2 separate regions of the Hordeum vulgare genome follow, and region 2 is linked to region 1. The links are chromatin contacts, called in public Hi-C maps. All regions are on one chromosome and are shown on one strand. Each heading gives the region's core, a stretch centred on a gene start, on an enhancer-like site or on the middle of the called end of the contact. The rest is flanking DNA. Distances are from core to core; before and after follow the strand shown. Region 1 holds the start of LOC123426361 (probable LRR receptor-like serine/threonine-protein kinase RPK1). Region 2 overlaps LOC123426362 (protein LEO1 homolog).

Region 1 (6,202 bases), core at 1,832-4,331:
GGCTATGAATAGAAATCAAAGTGGGGAATATTCATCAAAAATTAATAAGCAAAGCCATCTGATTCTCGCAGTCTAGCCCCTTCGGTTTTCTCTAATCACTCCCGAGTCATCGTCGCTTCGTCTTTTTAATGATGCCAAACCTTCATTATCCGGTCCATTCCATTTCCACACCGACTCCACAACCTCTCCTCCCAAAGCCACGGCCTCGTCGACGACTAGTCGGAGATGGTCTCCCATCGCCGGAGAATACTCTGCTTCACAACCATTGCCACCTTATTTCTCCTACACCATATTGCCACCTTATTCCTCCTCCACCATACTACCTGGCCCTGGATCGGTCCATGACTCCTCCACCATATTGCCTGGCCCCTGGATTGGTCCAGCGTCGAGAAGACCACCGCTTGTCGGCGGCACCAACTCAATAACAACTCCTCATAGTGGGGTTGGCCGACTTCGAGTGATTCGCCCCTCTCCAAGGGAAGGATGGGTAGTGCAAGGCAGAGTCCATAGCCAATCGTCGATGCTAGGCGGAGGCGGCCGAGCGTCTGCACTAGACAAAGGCAACTAAACGGCGAGTGCGCTGCGAGAAATGGACATGGATGTAAAGACGCCTTGCAGGCCTTCCACCATTGGAAGGACGACAAGGGCGACATTTCCGGTAATGACGAGGATGACGGCCCATGCGACGACACGGACGATGGCACGGTCAACAGCACGGACGACAACAGAGATCCTTATAGTAAAGACGGTCATGCCTACAAGGCCACCTTCCAATACATTGCTTAGTTTAGTTTCTTTTTCCACGAATACGCAAAGGTTACACATCTTTTCATTGATAGAAGAAAAGAACTAGCATGGGATTACAACTGTTTACAAGACCATGTACGCATGAGGCATGGCAGAAAGTTTAGGAGCATAACACACTAGGTGGTTGCTCAGCCCTCAAAAACAAAGCTAGAAACTAAGTGTGGGAAAGGATGTTTTGGATCCTTGTGACGTCCGCCTTTACCCAAAGGCGCGCCTCGTCTTTGATGGTGTCGGAGAGGAGGGATATCGATGGCCGGTCACCGTCGAAGATGCATCTGTTGCGGTGCTTTTAGAGGCACCACGCGATCTGTATCCGTGTTGATACCATTCATTTGATGACTAGCGTTGGAGTTGTCCTTACTCATAACTTTTTTCTCTCCATTCAACGAGAAAAATGAACGACTACGTCATCGCGGCTACAGCGAACGACAATTGTCTCCTATTACTGTCTAGAGCGGTGGCCACCTCTTTCGGTTGGAAGGTTTGTACCATCTTATGGCACGTGTCGTCCGACACACATCAAATGGACCCTACGTGGACACTTGGAGACCCACCTGTCAAACATCGCGCCGACTCGTTCATCTGAATTCCTGACTCTCAACAGAAAGGGAAACACACAAGTGCCTATTTTGTCTTTTTAAAAGCGTCTGGCTACCCTCTTGTTCTTTTATGGTGGCATGCAGAAGAGATATACACTTGGGCTGCGCTCATGTGCCATGCGGGCCCCAACATGACAACGTTCAACACACGAGAGAGAAGCTACTATGGCCCACACTTGGAAAGCAAAAGACCCTTTCCTGGAAACTTCCTTTTGTCAGTTTTTATTTTTTTTACACCACCCCCTCCTTCACCCTTTCTTCTTCTTGCTTCTTTATTTACACTTTTCTTCCCAACAACCAACACCAAAAAAGGTTGTTGATTCCAGATTAGTCAAGATAACAACTGTGGGAGTAACTTATATCAGACCATACACATTACAAAATTATTTTTCTTCCCAGTTTTTTTTAACAAAGTCCACTATATATAGAAATGTAATATCAAAAAGGGAACAGCAAAAATGGACAACTACTGGTCGTGTGACATATTTGTCTCTCAATTGTCATGTGGGGCCACGCGACCTGTGCCCGGCATGCATTGTCACTCCAGTCCAAGTTTCATTGCTTCCTTCTGGTTCCACCGATTTACGACCATGACCAGAATTGAAAATCTTGCACTAATGCTGCATATCTTTTTCATAAATGATCGAACCCTTTCGTTTGTTTCTTTTTTGTCTGTGTAGATGCCTAATTATTAATGGGTGGTCTGAGTTGGTTAATAATATTTAGATGCCTACAAATTATTTTTTGGAAACTTCAGGGAGTGGATTTTAATTTGCACCTCTGCTTCTTATATTTACTTCCCCAAAAGTGCATTCGAGAGTTTAAAACATCAGGAGCCTATTTCTTAATTATTATCTTTCCTTTTTACATAACACGTGAAGCTGGGACTGTAAACAAGGAAAATGCATTGGAGAAAGAACATATTTACACTAATACAACCACACTACCATGTTAATACTCACTCGGTAACTAAGGCAAGAGTTTACTATTGCCAATCTCTATTGCTTTTGGATCTCTATCGTTCCATCATATATATGCCTCATCCTTGTCACGCCGTTTTTCACTTTACTTTTTTTCCCTCTATTTTCCTCCCATGTTGGAGTAGACTAACAGTATGTTGAAATGGTTGCCCGCTGAGCAAAATTTAGCATGGGGCCAATGGGGTGGCCACACATCGGCAACCAAGTAAGGATACATTTCTTTTAGGTAAACACATTTGACATGATAAACTTACATAATCTTCTTAAACAAAACATAATTCAACGATGATGGAGCAGTTTTCACGATCTATTATTTTTGTGGAGTAGATTAGATTCTTGACTAGTTGATTACCGGTATTTTTCTAAAAGGTTTACTTATTTGAGCCAGCATAAGAAGAACCGAGTAAGAGGAGTGAAGAATGAGGTTGCTGAGACGCCATCGGCCGCGAAAATAGCGAATGTGGTGGGTTGGCGCTACTTTCGGCCGTTGAGAGGAAACTTTCGGCCCAATAATATTGGCGCCAAATACGACGGGCCGCTAGCAGTATGCGTCGATATTAGCACCCACGACGATTCGACATATGGTTGGGCCTAAGTTTTTCAAAAACACGAACGTATCTATAAGTTCGCGCCAAAAGATGCACCACGTCTAAGAAAATGTACCATAAAAATATAGCAAAGTATAGTTACCAAATAAACTGCATGTCGAACGTGGTTAGGTATTTCAAAATCAGATATGAAACACACAATCACAAAGTCGGCTATTGTCACCGTCACCAGCAGTTAATTTTGCAAAACAAATGTATTCTTTCAAAAATATAACCAAGAAAGGTACCAGGCTATGAATAGAAATCAACGTGGGGGAACATTCAGAAATTAATCAAGAAAAGCCATCCGATTCTCGCAGTTTAGCCCCTTCGGTTTTCTATTATCACTCCAAACTCGTCGTCGCTTCGCCTTTTTAATGATGCCAAGCCTTCACTATCCAGCCCATTCGATTTTCACACTGACTCCACAGCCTCTGCTCCCACAGCCAGGGCCTCGTCGGCGACTAGTCGGAGATGGCCTCCCAACGCCAGATAACACTCTGCTTCACAACCATTGCCACCTTATTCCTCCTCCACCATATCGCCGCCGCTTCCTCCTCGCTATCGCTAGTCCAAGAACATGACAGGTCGGCGCTCCTCCAACTCAAGAACGGACTCTCCTCCGGCTCCGGCGACGTCCCCGGCTACTGGTCACCGGAGCCAGGCGTTCAACACTGCTCCTGGAAGGAGGTGAGGTGCGACATGCGGTCCCGTGTCGTCGCCCTCTCTCTCCCTTCCCAACCCAGCCGGCGCCTCGCCGGGGTGTTGTCACCGGCGGTGGCCAGCCTCACCGAGATCAAAGTACTTTCTCTACCCTCCCGAGGGCTCCGAGGAGAGATACCCGGTGAGCTATGGCGGCTGCAGAACCTGGAGGTGCTCAACCTCGCGGGCAACTCCCTCCGCGGCTCCCTTCCGGCCATCTTCCCCGACGGGCTGCAGAGTTTGGACCTTTCCGGCAACCAGCTCTCCGGGAGAATCCCTCCTGGTCTCGGGAAATGCTCGAATCTCCGGCGGCTCCGGTTATCTTCCAATTCGCTGGATGGTTTCATCGCTCCGCAGATTGGGAAGCTTGCCGAGCTGCGGGTGTTGGAGTTATCCGGGAACAGGCTAACCGGTGGCGTACCGCCGGAGGTCCGGCATTGCAGTTACCTTGTCAGGATGGACCTCAGCAGAAATTTTCTCCATGGGCAAGTGCCTTCTTCCATTCTCAAGGAGCTCAAGAAGTTGAGGTTTCTGTCATTAGCTGGGAACAGTTTCAGTGGTGAGATACCATCCGGTCTGGGTCAGCTGAGATCACTGAGGGTGCTAAATTTGTCCTCAAATCCTCTGATATCAGGAGTGCTTCCCATTGATCTCGTGGCACTGAGAAATCACACCGTTCTACTCCTTGACAACAATCTGCTCACTGGGAAGGTTTCTGCTCCGATGTCATCACCTCAAATGGCTGAGATTTCCTCAGTAACAGCTGATAGTTCAGGGGTAGGTCCAGCACCCCACTCTGCTGAAGTATTTACGGTCATCCCCCAACTCAAAAGCACATGGGTACTTACCGAGGCAAACCGAGGAACACCGCCTGATGACAGCGGCAATGGTGGTCATTTGAAGACCATAGAGATTGTTGCAATAGCTTTGGTGTTAGTCGTCATTGTTGCTCTTTTAGTTGTGACCACAATATACATTTTCAAAAGGAGACGGACCCCGAGGCAAGCAAGACGCTCTGGCACTCGCACTGGTACTGGCACAAGCACTAGAAAGGAGGTGAAGGTTTTTGATGGTGTCGACATTGGAGCTCCCCTAACTTACGAGGCAATTGTTCGAGCCACCGGAAATTTTAACGCAAGCAACTGCATCGGCAGTGGCGGCTTTGGCGCCACATATAGAGCTGAGATTGCACCTGGGGTTTTGGTGGCAATAAAGAGGCTTTCTATTGGGAGGCAACACGGTTCCAAGCAGTTCCAAGCAGAAGTTGAAACCCTTGGGCGCTGTCGCCATCCTAATCTTGTCACTCTCATCGGGTTCCATGTCAGTGACCAAGAGACATTCCTCATATACAACTATTTGCCAGGTGGAAACTTGGAAAGGTTCATACAAGAGAGAACTAAGAGGCAAATTAGTTGGAGGGTGCTCCACAAAATTGCTCTGGATATTGCTCATGCTCTTGCTTTCATGCATGATGAGTGCTCCCCCCGCATTCTGCACCGAGATGTTAAGCCGAGCAACATATTGCTCGACAATGACTTCAATGCATACCTCTCTGATTTTGGATTAGCAAAACTTCTTCGCAACTCACAAACTCATACAACCACAAGTGTTGCTGGTACTTTTGGTTATGTCGCGCCCGAGTATGCAATGACATGCCGTGTGTCTGATAAAGCAGATGTTTATAGCTATGGGGTTCTGCTTCTTGAACTCATCTCGGATAAGAAAGTACTGGATCCATCATTTTCTCCATATGGAAATGGTTTCAACATTATTAGCTGGGCAAATATGCTAATACAAAGTGGTAGAGTTTGCGAGTTCTTCGTTGAGGGCTTGTGGAATAAGGCCCCACATGATGACCTGGTTGAGATCATTAACCTGGGGGTCTTGTGCACTGTGGAGTCTCTTTCTTCTAGGCCCAAAATAAAGCATGTTGTTCGACGTCTAAGAGAACTCCGTCCGCCGTCTTACTAGGAGAGAACAAGAATGAAGGTAAGAAGCACTTACATGAACTATTTTATTCACTTCTTATCCATGGGCATTAAGTTAGTTTACTTTGGATAGATTGGATGCTTAATTGCTTATACCTATGTTGATGTGATATAATCATATAATACTGAAAGGAAAGTTTCAGTGCTGATTTCCTCTTTTTTTCATCAACAGTGTGAATGTGTACTTCTACTTTTTATGCTTATACCATCATACAATGTTGATTCCTGTGCCAGTATGCAGTGTTCTATGGTTTGCGTCAGTTTTAACAAGCAGAGCACATTTCCTTCTCATTGTTCATAAATGTGTTATATTACTAAAACCGCACAACCTTAGCCTGTACAGGTGTGAATAATCTCTATGGTCTTCTTTTCTTTTGGGCTTCAATAGTATTGTGCCATACTTAGACTCTTGGGGAACTAACACCCATATGGGGAAAATTGCCTACATACCCAAGTATGGAGAAAATTAAAGTATACAGATAGTGTATGGTGCCAACCAAACATGATGTTTATGTGGAAAATCCCTTGCGTAGTTGTCT
Region 2 (6,734 bases), core at 3,608-6,107, 170 kb before region 1:
AATGACGAGGAAATAACTCGTGCTGTGATGATTGATGAACAACATTCTTGTACTTGATGGTGAAAACATTTTGGTCTAATAGATATCACTATCATAGGTCATGTCATGTTCTATGGGCTTTGGTAAGAATGTTATGATCCATGCTGAATAGGTTTGCACTTCTGCAGCTATTCAGGTAGGGTTTTGTTACCTAATGATTTCTTATCTTGTAGATGAATGTGATAAAGGTATCAAACATAATGGGGATTGATCCGAGGCCTTTTGATCCCAAAACATATGTGGAAGAAGATGTTTACGTTACAGATGAATCTGGGACCAAGAAAAAAATACGACTGGAGGACAACATTGTGCGGTGGAGAACTGTCAAGAAGGCTGATGGCACTACATCAGTAAGTGGAACATTTTTCATGCAGCAATATAGTATTATGAAATCATTTGGTGTTACAGTCAGTTACATACCTATGTTTACATTGCCATATTTTCAAATTCTCTCTCCTTGAAGTTGATGTGGCATTCCGATCTACTCCCTCTGCAAAGAAATATAAAAGCGTTTGGATCACTACTTTAATAATCTACACGCTCTTATATTTCTTTATGGAGGGAATAGATCATAAACTCACTACATGATATGATGGTTTCATTGGATCTTCTATGTTCTTTCAATTTGGCGATGTTCTTGTTTTCCTTAGAGCTATCTTTTCCCTCCACCTTGAGGACCTATGCACATGATGCATTTTAGCCTGCGATGTTTTGCTGCTGTATTACTGAGATATGTTCTCCCCACCAATAATTGAAACTTTGCACATTGATTTCTTGCAGGTTGAAAGTAATGCACGCTTTGTCAAATGGAAAGATGGAACCATGCAGCTGCTGATTGGTAATGAAGTTCTTGATATATCCGTACATGAAGCAAATCATGACCAGTCCCATCTGTTTCTGAGGAGTGGGAAGGTAAACTATTTCTTGTCTGCTTTCCAACTGCATTTTGTACGGCCTCCTTGTTCATCACTCTCACCATCATCTACAATAAGTTTCACTTGCCCGATTAAGTTTGAATCATAATGCAGGGAGTTCTACAATCACAAGGAAGACTTCTGCAGAAAATGAGATTTATGCCATCTTCCTTGTCTTCAAAGTCACATCGTTTATTAACCGCTCTTGTTGATTCTCAGAATAAGAAAACTGTTAAGATGCAAAAGTGGTATGATGCTAAGGATCCTGAGAGAGTGAAGCAGGAAAAAGAAAAGGTAACCAAAACTCCACTGTTTAGTCCAGTGGTTGAATATGCTCATTGACTTGTCCCTGATTTATGTTTGCTGAATTTAGCTGCTTAAGCTAAGGCTCCTAGGTCAGATATAAAAATACTTGTGTCTTGTTACATGTCCACTTTCCATGTACCTCTCTCCGATAGCCATAGGGGCTTGCCATGTTCTCCACATGTATGTTTTATTTTTCCCTAAGATAGTGCAAGTACTACTTCCTAGTAGGGTCTGCAGCGCTTCATGCAGGTGCTGGGAACCCGATGAAGAGCATGTTTTTACCATATTAAACCTACAAATACAATGTTCCCCATTACCAGAGAACAAAAAATGGGTGGCTGTTTCACCAGAAGAACAGAATCCAGCCCAGCCCAGCCCTTTGCTCTGCCCGTCCTCTCTGTGCTTGATCTTCAAATTCCTGCTTTCCCTGCCTGCTGGATCATGGGGCCTGCTGGCTGTGGACCCTATTGGACGGTTGGTCATCCCTTAGCAGCTTCCATTCTCAGAACATTGGACGAGTCCAACAATTTTATTTGTGTTCCCCCTTTCCTATAGCCATGAAACTATTATGGAAGGATGAGTTCTAAGATCAGAAACTTGTAGAAATTTGTACTCACTCCTCTAGACAACCATTTGACACTCATGAAACCGTCGCAGACACATGAGAAAATTGACCTTTAAATGTATTGGTTAAGTCATCTGTTAATCAATCTTGGCCCCCACTTATTTTGTTCTGAAGCTCTGCCATGGCATACTTACAAACACATAGGTCAACATTAATAAACCTGTTTTGGTTTTTTAGAGTTTGAGCTTGACTGGTTCCAAAGTTGTACTCTGTGTTGTCGTTCCATTCAGTAAGCTGCAGCCTAACTAATCTAAGGGTAGGGTCTAAAAGTTCTTGTACTCATGATTCGGTTTGTAATCTGATGATTATGGTTAGGGGTTTTCAACCTGGTTTGATACAAACTACGGAAACCGATGGATATGACCATAGTTCATTTTCCTTAACTAGCTCCAACCACGTTTGATGAAACCAGTACAAAGAGAAAAAATGAGTAATGGATTCAACAGGTTGGGTCTGTCCGTACTTGAAGTCTTGAACACCCTGAATTGTCCATAGCGTTCAGTGTGACACACTACAGCCAACACTCCCAAACATCAAATCAAGTGAAGTTGCCATTTATGAAGGCACAACAACAAATTGTGATTCTTGTCCCATTCCGAAGGCATATTAATCGTGTTTATTGCTGACCTGTTTTTCTGTTTTCCCCCATCAAAACCGATTTTGTATGCATTTTTCAGCGAAGTTTTTCCTTTTTCACTGACATAGTAATTATGCAGGCGGAGGGCCAAAGTATTAGAGCTCATTCAATTCTTCAACGCAAACGAGAAAAGGTCAATCGCAAATACACACAACCTGCCAGGCAAAGAAGACAGCTTTCTCCAGGGTTTTTGGAAGATGCATTAGATGAGGTGGGTCTGTCGTTTCCTTGCTTTTTGCCAATCAAAAAGATTACGGTACAACTAGCTATAACGGCATATACAGTGTTAGTATTAAGATTAAATGATATACAGTGTAAGCACAGTTCTCTTGACCTACACTAGTAAATGCCATTTAACAATCACCAATCACTTAGATCTAACTGTATATTTCTTTTATATTTTAATCACAGGTCTAATGTGAACTTATTAAAACTTACTCTAGGTTTGAGTTAAATGATGCAGATAATAGGTCATACTATGGGAAATTTAGTTCTGGATGAAATTCATTTCATGCTTCCCTAGTTAATAACTCTTTGGGTTACCTTTGTGAATGTACATCTGCAATTTCTGCCTAGGCGGGTGATTTTATTCCGCTATTGTCATGTTGTCATGGGACCTGGAGATGCATGGTCAGTAGCTGTTTTTGTAAGACTAGAGAGTATGAAGTGCTGTGCTGATTTACTTGTCTGGATAACTTTTTCTTAGATTGAACATGACAATAAGCGAGGTTGTATTTGTGAGCTTTGGGAGACTCCTGTGTGTGTTGAGACATGAATTTTATTCTTATGTGTTACTAGCTCCGCTCTTCTGGGTAGTAGTGGAATGTGGCAAGAATTCATTGAACATATACTTACTTTTGGCAGGATGAGGAGACCGACAACCAGTACAGCTCTCGGCGAATGGCATCTCGTGGTCGTTTTGAGGATGACTTGGAGGCTGAAGCACTAGCTGAAAGGCGTATAATTAATGCGAAGAAGGTGGATTAACTGGGCAAATATGCATTCTCATTTGAACAAATTTATTACTGTCAATGCTTACATGTATTCTGTGCACATTCTCAGTCGAATATGAGCAGAGGTGTTCCTCGTAAACCATCCTTCCCTCCTTCTCGCCCAGCGAGACGCCAGGAGTACTCTGAGAGCGAAAGGGAGGAGTCAGAGTATGAAACTGAAGGCGAGGACATTGAGCACTCTCCAACTGGTGGAAGGGGAGATGAGCTGGATGAGGAGGATGAATATGAGGAAGACCCGGAAGAGGATGCGCGTATGTCAGATGAAGGAATCCAGGTAAGATGTCACTGCGTCAAACTCCAGTTTTCCTTTTACAAAATAGGCAGTGTGGTAAATTGCAGTAACCACCCAATTTAGCAATAGTCAGGTCCTCTTACCTGGCATACACGGTAAAGAATTAAGTGCTCCCTCTGTAAACAAATATAAGAGTGTTTAGATCACTAAAGTAGTGACCCAAGTGCTCTTATATTTCTTTACGGAGGGAGTAGTTGATAGCAGACAAACACAAGATTGCTTGTAGTAGTTGATAGCAGACACTAGGAATACGGTCACCAATTTGAATTGAAATTTTAGATGCCAGACTTTGTAGATAATTTTCTTCCGCTGTGCTGCCGTGTTGATCTGAAAGTGAGATGTTAACCAGAACTGAAGGAAACACCGTGATTTCCATATAACTTGTCATTCAGTCAAATAATGATAATCAAACTGGAACTGGTTGTGCAGGAACCAAAGCGGAAGAGAGAGTCAGCAGCAGGCGGGAGCCAAAGGCGCAGGGAGGTGGACTCGGGCGAGGATTCCCCGCCGAGGAAACAACCTGCGATGGTTCATCGCCGGAAGGCCGTCGTTTTTGAAAGCGACGATGAAGACGAGTGAAGGGAGAGAAAATAGAAGCTCACAAACCTACATTTGTCTCTGCTGCCAAAAGAGTGCTGTTGAATACTATTGGATAGGCCATGTGTGAGGGCCAGTTCTTTTCACCTCATAATTCTTCAGAATTATGATTCTGGGAAACTGCCCACAGAATCGTCTGGTAACAGAATTGTCTGTCCAGTTCTTTTCTGTGATTTTAGCATGTAATTGTTGTATGAGTTGTCTGTTGAAATGTCTCAAACATCCTTAGATAGATGAAACATATACCAGCCATCCATACAAATTAACACCACATATAGCAGCCATCCATACAAATTAATAGGGGATGAACAGCTCACCTGATGCGGTGGCGGCCGGTTTGGGGCGGCAGCGTAGCAAGAGCCTCCCCTCGGTTGATCCGACGAGTCCGGTCTGGGCGGCGCTCAACCCTAGCACGAGCGCCCTAGCACGAGGAACAGGGAACGAGCAGTGCGGGGGTGTGGGCCAAGCGGTTTGATTTGCCTCGCTCGGTCTGGCTCTCTAGTGGCATTCTATCTGTAAATTGTGTTTTCAATAGAGATAGTGTTAAACGATAGTGGTTTAAACTAACAATTCTGGAATGATTCTGGACAATTCCTGAAACAGAGATGAGTTCTTTTGTCATTTTCATTTATGGGACAGTAATTCTTTGGAATTAAGCCAAAAGAACTCGTCCTGAGAGAATCTCCAACAATAGTCGTGTTATATAAGTGCAGTGCTGGAAAAGTTGCGTTTTTTGCACGTGCAACCGCTTCGGACGCTCTAACGGAGGCGTAAAAACCGTGCACGCGGCATAAGTGGTCCAGCGCGCGGGACAAAATGACGTCACGCGTCGCTTATTTTGTACGTCCGCTCCCGCGCGCTGCACACTTGAGCTCTCGCGTTGCACCCTCTTTGATCGTGTCGCTTTTGCCCCTTCCGCGTCGTCGTCGACGGATTCGCCCGATGGGTGGCCGCGCCGACATCCCTTTCACCCCTCCCTACGTTCGTGACCCCGCCGTCGCCGCCGACGCAAACCCTAGCACGGGGAGCTCTCGCTTCGCCTTCGTCGGTGCTCCTCCAACCACCGGTCTCGCACGCGGCCTTTTCACGGCGCCATGGACGACCTTGGCAGCGGGTGGCGTTGCACCGACGCCCGCCGTGAAGCCACGTGCCCCCTTTTCGAAGCTCCCAAATACGGCGGTGGCGAAGAAGGGCAAGGTGTCCGAAAAGAAGAACAAGGCGGCAGATAGCTCCTCTAGACGTCCGAAGAAGAGACTTGCAGGTCGTGCGAAGGATGCGGTTGCCTTTTCATGGCGCCACAGACGGCCTTGGCAGCGGGTGGCGTCGCACCGACGCCCGTCGTGAAGCTACGCGCCCCTTTTTCGAAGCTCCCAAATACGACGGTGGCGAAGAAGGGCAAGGTGTCTGAGAAGAAGAACAAGGCGGCGGATAGCTCCTCTAGACGGCCGAAGAAGAGACTTGCAGGGCGTGCGAAGGATGCGGCGGCGATCGAAGTGCCGGCGAGCTCGCTTGCTGCGTCGGCGGCCGATGCACACAAGGTGGTCGATGAAATGCCCCCAAGGTAAAATTTCACCAACTTTTTTTCGATGTTGTTTTTTGAATGGATACATATGGATAGCTTATTAGTTTTGTTGTACATACTTTGTAGTTTCAATGATGAGACATATATGTCAACTATGGGTGTTGGCTCCAACAATTCTCATTGGTCTCAAACCAATGATGTGCATTTCGATGATCATGAGTTTGAGGTGGACGAGGATGGTGAGGGTATCGTCGGTGCACCGAAAGGAAGAGCAGGCAACTACAGCATGGACGAAGACGTCTTGCTATGCAATACATGGCTGCAAGTGTCTAGGGATGCCACCGTTGGAGGGGACCAAAGTAGAGATGCATATTAGATCTGGATGAATGAGCACTTTGATTTGCACAACAAAAGTGGAATTGACCACACAGAAAGATCTCTTCGCTCCCGGTGGTCGACAATCAACAAAGATTGTCAAAGGTGGGCGGCCGCACTTGAGGCGGTTGACACGTTAAACCCAAGTGGCACTAATGATATAGATAGGGTAAGTGCCATTTCTTTCATGATTCTTCCATGTTCATGCTTCTTCTTTGGTGTTTCAAGTGCTAACTTGTTCTTTTGTTTGTAGCTCACTATTGCACAAAACTTATTTCAAGGAGAGGATAAGAAGACCAAGAAAGGGAAGATGAAGAAATGGAGGCCATTTGCCTTGCCCCATTGCTATGAGGAGTTGAAGGATGATGAGAAATGGAAGCCCCGTGAAGGTGTCAATGAGGAGACCAACAAACA

What was found. A called contact is a pair of places that touch in the nucleus more often than the background predicts.
Region 2: a Hi-C map of seedling shows a contact between it and region 1, with 4 times the contacts expected there. The contact joins the enhancer-like site here to the promoter of LOC123426361 in region 1. A contact is called at or near these places in 2 of 6 Hi-C or Micro-C datasets (leaf and seedling) and 1 of 1 datasets of contacts at active chromatin or transcription factors (embryo).

The regions. Positions count from the first base shown.
Region 1 is chr2H:382,063,575-382,069,776 of MorexV3_pseudomolecules_assembly, reverse strand. It overlaps LOC123426361 (probable LRR receptor-like serine/threonine-protein kinase RPK1), which reads left to right and starts at 3,081. Exons shown (of 2, transcript XM_045110172.1): 1 at 3,081-5,664. The coding sequence starts at 3,448. The coding sequence ends at 5,646.
Region 2 is chr2H:382,230,529-382,237,262 of MorexV3_pseudomolecules_assembly, reverse strand. It overlaps LOC123426362 (protein LEO1 homolog), which reads left to right. Exons shown (of 11, transcript XM_045110173.1): 5 at 213-389; 6 at 820-951; 7 at 1,068-1,247; 8 at 2,601-2,732; 9 at 3,386-3,499; 10 at 3,584-3,808; 11 at 4,256-4,626. The coding sequence ends at 4,405. Among protein-coding and RNA genes, the nearest start is that of LOC123430121, 8.3 kb to the right of the region's middle. Within about 2 kb of position 4,857, at least 2 of the 3 cell types and tissues checked have open chromatin away from gene starts, as enhancers often do. A contact at or near this core is called in seedling, where this site is marked.